2 separate regions of the Zea mays genome follow, and region 1 is linked to region 2. Evidence: chromatin contacts called from public Hi-C data. All regions are on one chromosome and are shown on one strand. Each heading gives the region's core, a stretch centred on a gene start, on an enhancer-like site or on the middle of the called end of the contact. The rest is flanking DNA. Distances are from core to core; before and after follow the strand shown.

Evidence for each region. A called contact is a pair of places that touch in the nucleus more often than the background predicts.
Region 1: a Hi-C map of leaf shows a contact between it and region 2, with 7 times the contacts expected there. The contact joins the promoter of LOC100381846 here to the promoter of LOC100285586 in region 2. A contact is called at or near these places in 3 of 25 Hi-C or Micro-C datasets (ear, leaf and tassel).

Annotation. Positions count from the first base shown.
Region 1 is chr8:134,529,268-134,532,634 of Zm-B73-REFERENCE-NAM-5.0, forward strand. LOC100381846 reads right to left here and starts at 1,672. Exons shown (of 16, transcript NM_001361545.1): 1 at 1,540-1,672; 2 at 1,176-1,455. The coding sequence starts at 1,435.
Region 2 is chr8:134,115,507-134,119,331 of Zm-B73-REFERENCE-NAM-5.0, forward strand. LOC100285586 (RNA binding protein) reads right to left here and starts at 2,192. Exons shown (of 4, transcript NM_001158477.2): 1 at 1,657-2,192; 2 at 1-133. The coding sequence starts at 2,139.

The sequences.
Region 1 (3,367 bases), core at 422-2,921, 410 kb after region 2:
CTTTAATAAATACCGAGACATATCAAATTATCATTGCTCAAATAACATGAACACAGCTACAAGATAAAACGATGGCCAAGTGATCATCACACTGATGAATCCATCCTAGTACAAAGTACGCGCTAGAGCCGGCTCACGGCTCATCACTAAAAGGGGCACTAATCCATCTCAATCGTTGGCACTGTCGTAAGCACTTGAAAGTAACCTCAATGTTAGAGCTAGACAGCGTTGTTGGTGTTGACAATGTAACTTGCCAAGTTAGTTTATTTGATCAGCCAAATTTATTTAATCGTTATAATCAAGTTAATGAGCTGATACACACTGCATAAGACTTGTGGCAGGTTGGAATATGTGTGAGCCCAAGCGAGATACTTGGCTGAGACATCGACCACAGGATGCAACCGAGTCATGATTCGAGGTCATGAGGGAGCAATATAGTGTTTTCATCAAGTCAAAGCTACTAGCATGTATCTCCTGTTCAGGTTTGCATCCAGTATGGAGACTAGCTACCACATGAGGCATGCTTGAGTTCATGTGCGGGGAAAGGTCCAAAATAACAAAGTTAGTGTTTAGATGGTTTAGGGCCTGGTGCGGTGGTAGAGCCTACCGTCTGTAACCGGAAGGTCCCGGGTTCGAGCCCCAGCCTCTGCATATTATGCGGGTAAGGCTTGGCGCTTAAATATACCCTTTCCTAGACCTACACAGTGCGGGAAGCCTACGGCACTGGGTGCGCCCCTTTTTTTAGTGTTTAGATGGTGTTTCATGTCAAGATTGTTAACTTGACCTGACAGAAAATCTATATCTGATCATTGAACCCTCATAGGACTACTTTGGGACACGTGGGCGAGCCGAGAGTGCATGGAGCCAAAGGTGTCAAAAGCAAAGCTTCTGCATCGACAAAGAGAACCTAATCTTTGCTTTTTTGCACACTAATATGCATTAGGGATTGGTAATCTATGCTGTTTTGCGCTAAAAACAGTCCGCTCTCCTCCACGAAAGTGAGGAACCCCTGAAAACTAGTCGCACGAACTATAGTTATCGTGGTGTCGCGTGATCAATTTTTCATGGCAACAGTTGGCTATATATAAGAACTTATGACAGGTATCATTTCAAGAAGCAAAAAAAAACTAATAAACAAACAAATGAAGGAGCATGTGCATATGGAAGCTTCTAACCTCCAGTTCTCCTTGGGCTTGCACCCGGAGACGAGGTAGGCGACGAGGTCCTCCTTGGTGAGCGGCTCCGTCATCTGCACGACCTCCTCCGTCGGGGGGCTGGCCGCGACGGCCCCGCCGCGCCTCCTCCTTCTCCCCCTGCTGTCGGTCGGCGGGAGCCGAACCACCGCGAGCCCACTCCTCCTCCCCGCCGCCGCCGCGGGGCGCGCGCCGTCCGCCGGCGACACACGCGTGACCGCGAGCCGCGACGCCACGGCCATCGAATCAAACCGCCAACGCACTTGCCAAAATCCACCAGAAAGGAAGTCAGCGGGAATCGCGCAGCCCCATACGCGGGCGCCAGCCGTCGAACTGAACCACTCACCTCGCGGAGCTAGGCTAGGGTTCGCCGCCGTCCACTGCTGCAGCCTTTTCGCCTGCGCTACTTCCTCCGCAGTCACGAACTCACGACCGCGCGGGCCGAGCCCGATGAAGGAGTGTGAGTGAGACCGGGGGAGGAGGGGAGGGGGCAGCGCGTGCTGGTTACTTATAAAGCGGTGCTGTGGGGCCCGGGCGCCAGCGCCGTGTGAGCACGGCGCGTTGAAGTGCGCGTGGCACCCATCAATCCGCGAGACAATAGCGCCATCGGCATCGGCAGCAGAAGCTAGAAGCCGCCGGGGCGGCGGCGAGGAGGGAGGTGCGGCCGCCGGCGTCTTCGTCTCTGACGTGTGGGCGCGGCTGCCCTGCGGATTGTGGGCACTTTTTTAGTGGATCCAAAAAAAAAGTGGGGTGCACTTTTTTAGTGGTGGGACTCGGAGGCCCCTAATGATCCTGCCTGCTATTTCCAACTAATCAATTCGCAAATGCGGGACGATTCTACTCCAGATGCAGCACTGACCCTGCCGAATCATCACTGATGACGAAGACGATGATGAGATTGTACCCGGGCAAGGATCCTCTGCGGTGGCAACTGGCAACACAGTGGCAAGAGAGATGCGTGCTAGTGCTGCACGCCTGCACGCCTGCACCGCACCGCACCGCGCCGCGTGACGAGCGAGAGCGAACCTCGCGCATCTTCGCGGCCAGGTTCCCGCCGTGCGGGCGTGCTCAGAGCGAGCACGGAGCACATGCTGAGCATCAGGTGGAGCGAGCATGTGGGCTCTGCTGCAGCGCGTGCGCTTCTCTGATCTCTCAGACTCTGGCCTTGGATTGGATGGCATAGAGAATAGGGTCGCTCGAAGATCACCATCCAAGATGATGTGTTGCTGTTCCAACTCGTATTGGTCTTTGCCGGTGTAGTCAGGCCAGCCAGACGCGTACGTAGGGGTGATCCTTGAGAGACTGTACATATAGCAGAGGCCGCTCCTTGTGTCGACAATGAGTTTTTTTTGCTATTATAATACCCGTAATTAGTGGCTTCTCTACAATAGTACTTATAAATTGTATTTCTCTATAATGCTGCTTATAAGTGAGTACCTTCTTTAAAACAGGAACGGATCTGGGCCTTTTTTGGTGTCCATGACACCAATAAATTTTATTAATCTACATTAGAATATATGTTTGCTAGCACTTAAATGAATTGATGATTTTATAATTTAATTGAGATGACACCAATGATTGTTTTATCTAAATCCGCTCCTGCTTTAAAATAGTATTTCACTCTTATTTCATCTATTTTCTATTTTGTTTTTATTTTCTATCATTTGAAGCACATTTTATCTAGTTAGCTGCGAAGAGCAGGGCTTTTCCTGCCACCTGCAGCCTAGTGACAGCCTCACTGGGAACTTCTTAAACAAGTCAAACTTCTTAAGAATTTTTTCTAATCTTATCCAATTCATGTGTATTAGGAATAACCGAACAAGGCCTTAGATGGTAGAAAATAAAAGTAGGAAAATAAATTAAGAAAAGAAAATAAGAATTGGTGAAATACCACTTTGGAGAAAGTTTCTCACTTATGAATATCACTAGGTCAGTGCTCGTGCGTTGCAACGGGAATAAATAATATTTCGATAACTTATATATACAAATATGTGTTATGCAGTTATGAGATAGAGGATGACATCCGCAAGCTGTCCGTGATGACATAGAGATCACGTGGAAGCGAGAGCGCGGCCTGCAGATCGACGCAACGCAAACACGGCCTGCAACGCAAACGACAAGCGTGTGGCCTACAGATCGCCGCAACGCAAACACGGCCTGCAACGCAAACGGCA
Region 2 (3,825 bases), core at 942-3,441:
AGTCGACTAATAGGTTATTCTTCCAGATAGTCTTTGCGACAACTGCAGGTGACCAAGCAACAACAGAATTGTCTTCCAACTTGGAAACTTCAATTTGCATTCCTTTTGCATATGGCATTGTCTTGGGTATCTCCTAGAAGGCAAAGGCAACAAGCAATGGTTAGCACTGAATGGACAGCCCAAACAAGGTGGAAGAAACATCATATAGGTAACAAGTTACATAAAAACCTACATCAGGAGCTACTCTACCATGATCAACACAATTGAAGAAAATCCCACAAATGTTCAAGCACCATAGATTTATGTTAGCGATCAAAGAAGGATAATGAATTACCGAAAATGTTCGAACTTCTAACCAACAACGCAAGGCAGTATAACATGACTAGGAAGTCCAACTCCAACAGCATCTATCTCTTAACATATCTACCATCTAGCTGAAATAGAAACTCCTTCAAAGACTTATATTTATGACAGAAGACTTGGAGTATTATTCGAAACTATTCCCTCCATTACAAACTATAGTTCACATGGACATATATTTTGATAGTGCGGTTATTTGCAATGTTTTAAAGGCGATGCCTAGACGTCCAGGTGCCCAAAAACAGCTAGGTGTCCCCGTCGCCTAGCTAAGAACCAGCAAGAGGTATAGGAAGGGGAAGGGGCGACGTTGAATCGGAGTGGTGGCGGCGGCTGGAATCGGGGGCAGCGATGCCTGAATTAACAGCGACGGCGTCAAATCAGGGCAGCGGCGTCGCCAAATCGCGAGTGGTGGCTGCTGCAACGGCGGGGCAGGGAATATATGGGCTGGCTGGTGGGCTGGCCTCCTACCCCTTCCCTTCTTCTTTTTCCTTTTTTTTCTTTTTCTTCCTCTCCATGCTGCTGTCTGGCCGGTTCTTAGATAGATAAGGCATCGCCTTGCTCGCCTTGGCGTCGCCTAGGCATCTAGGAGGTGGTTCAACGCCTTGTCTCGCCCTACCGCTTTAAGAACCATGGTTATTTGAACTTGTAGATGATGTTAATATATTTTTCTTAAGAAACTTTGTAAAAGTTAGAGAAAATTGACTTAGGACAAAGCCAAAGAAAAGCATAATTTGAAACGGGTGGAGTGGGAATAAAAAGCTACAGATAACTAAAACCGCCCATGAATATCAAGGGGGTCAAATGCTTTCATAGTTCACCATTAGCTAGAAACACTTCATTCCAGCATGACCCACATCTGATCTGACTGAACACCATTCAGCTCGTCCAAGTACCTTGACTTCATACTCTTAATCTGTTGATAGGCAATTTTCCAGCCAGTGAGACCACAAGCACATTCGCCCTAAAATGTTCTAACACCTGTATTACTCAAGCTAAAACAGATAAATCCATCTAACAGATACAACAATAGCTAGCAATTCAAGAATCCTCATTCTCCTCACTCTCCACCTAGCAAGCGTGGGAAAATCATAATCCCACATTCGCCCTGCCACCATCGAACAAACTGTGGTTGCCCCCATTTCTAACCCTAACCCCACGAAAAATCACCTCGAATGGAAGAAAGGGAAGAAGCCTTTTGATGGATTACGATTAATTAATGTTATCGAAAGTTGGAAACCCAGAATCAAATAGGGAAAAAAGAAAAAGCTTGGAAAAGACCCTTGTTAGTGCTACTACCATGTTATCTGGGGAGCGCCACTCGCCGTCAACCCACTCGAGGTGCGGGCGGACGTCGGCGGCGTCGAACTCCATGACCTCCCTGGTCTCCGGGAAGCATACCCTGACCTTGCTGGGCGCGCCGGCGCGGGCGAGGGCGACCCCGAGCCACCAGGCGTCGTCGATGAGCGCGTCGACGGCGGCGTGCTCCGCGGGCGGGGCCTCCGATGCGGGCGCGGGCGGCGGCGGTGGGCGAGGGCGAAGGCTCCGCGCCGGCAGTGCCTCCCGGAGCGGGCGGTCGGAGCCCTCGGACTCGAGGAGGGAGTCGTATTCGACGGTGTAGCCGCGGGGCTTGGCGCTGGGCCCCACGACGACGGCAGCGAAGTGGGCCCCGTGCAGGCCTGCCTCGTCGGGGACCACCTCCACGGGGTCGCCCGGGTTGAACCCCTTTGGCGTCTGCGGCGACGCCGCGTCGCGGCGGCCGGGGATTCGCGGCGACCGCATCGTGGCTAGCAGCGGTGGTGAGCTGGTGGCGCGGCGGGAGCAGCGTGCGGCAGAGGTACTGGAGTGGACTGACTGCTCCAGTCGAGGGCAACAATGGCAGAAGAGAACACGACAGCTACCAACTTGACGGCTTCCGCGGTTCCGCCGAGGCCGAAAGAAGACATCAGCCGTTGGATCGGCCACGTGGACGGACGGTCAGGTAACTGCTCTTTTAGAAAACAAATAGGCAGGAGAACTGCTAGTTAGAACATGTACTATAAAAATATCATATAATTTAAAAATGATTATATTTTATAGAATTTAGTGCACCAACAAAAACGTCTCGCTCCAACGATAAAACCTCAAATCTAGATTAATAGATTATAGAGCAGTCTACTACAGTGTAGTATATTTGAGACACTTGAAAGGGTGCACTATAGTTTTTTGACCAAATTTTACGAAATGTACCACTGTTGGAGTAGTTTTTCCTATATAGAACCTCATATTTCAATTTAAGGCACTAGTTTGAGATATTATTGGAGATACTCTTATGTGCTAGCAAAGTGTCTGTAGGTTCATACGTTTTACATCTATACTTGAGTTTAAAGTACGTAATATACTTCCTCCAAAATTTTTTTATATTTGTCGCGTTTAAGTTTAAAAATAAAATAACGGGTGAACAATATTTGAGAATGAATATAGTATATATGTTCTGTTGACTTGATAAATGTGAATGTGACTTTAAAACTAACAACCATGGTTCGCATCATTATTTATATAAATTTAGCTTTATATAGTTATACTCCCTCCGTCCCACTATATAAGGCGTAACCACCTCTGGTTCAAAGACCAAGAAATGCATTTAATTGTCTCTATACCACTGCATCGATATACGTATGCATAGAGAGAGCACGCCTTATATTGTGGGACAAGAATAAAAAGTGGTTACGCCTTATATCCTGAGACGGAGGGAGTATATACTCTAAAAAATCTAGTTTTTTTTTCTCACGGCGTCTTGCGGGAACGTAGACGGAAGAATTTAACAACTGAGAGAGCGAACAACGACGACGCAACGCGGTGGTGCGACGCCTCGTGGAGACGCTCGTGGGGACATCATCCTCTTCGTGTGGCGTTGAGGTTGAGGTCTTCGTCGTCGCGACCGCCATGGGTGGCGGCGGAGCCTCTGTGGAGGAGGGGATCGACACGTGACAGTTCTACTCCAAGGAGGTGAGCCGCCGCCTCCTTAACTTAGTCGAGTCCTGCTCCACATACGCCAAGGCCGCCCGCTCGAGGTTTAGCTTGCGGCGTGAGCGCCGGACAACCATTCATCTGTATTTGTTATTGAATTTATGGGCTTGGCCCAATTAAGAAATTCAATTAAATCCTAGAAAAATCATACAAATTCATGTACGGCAAGGTAATGGTGAAACCAATAGTCCCACATTGCTAGTCTAAATGGAGTCAGACTAGTTTATATATGGAGGCTTCCCTCTCCCACTAAGTCATGGTTGAGGGGAGAGAGGACGGAGTGCCACACGCGCACGTGAATGGTCTGCCAAAATCTAGCTCCTCGTCTTGCGAGGGCTCAACTTACTTTTGCTATTTTTATTTTGGTTACTTGGCTGTTAAGTTTAAAGCTCTATCCGATCATGATTAGAAAAGGATTTGAGCTCTTGTCGGATCGGATCGCGGGTCCTTATTGGTTCA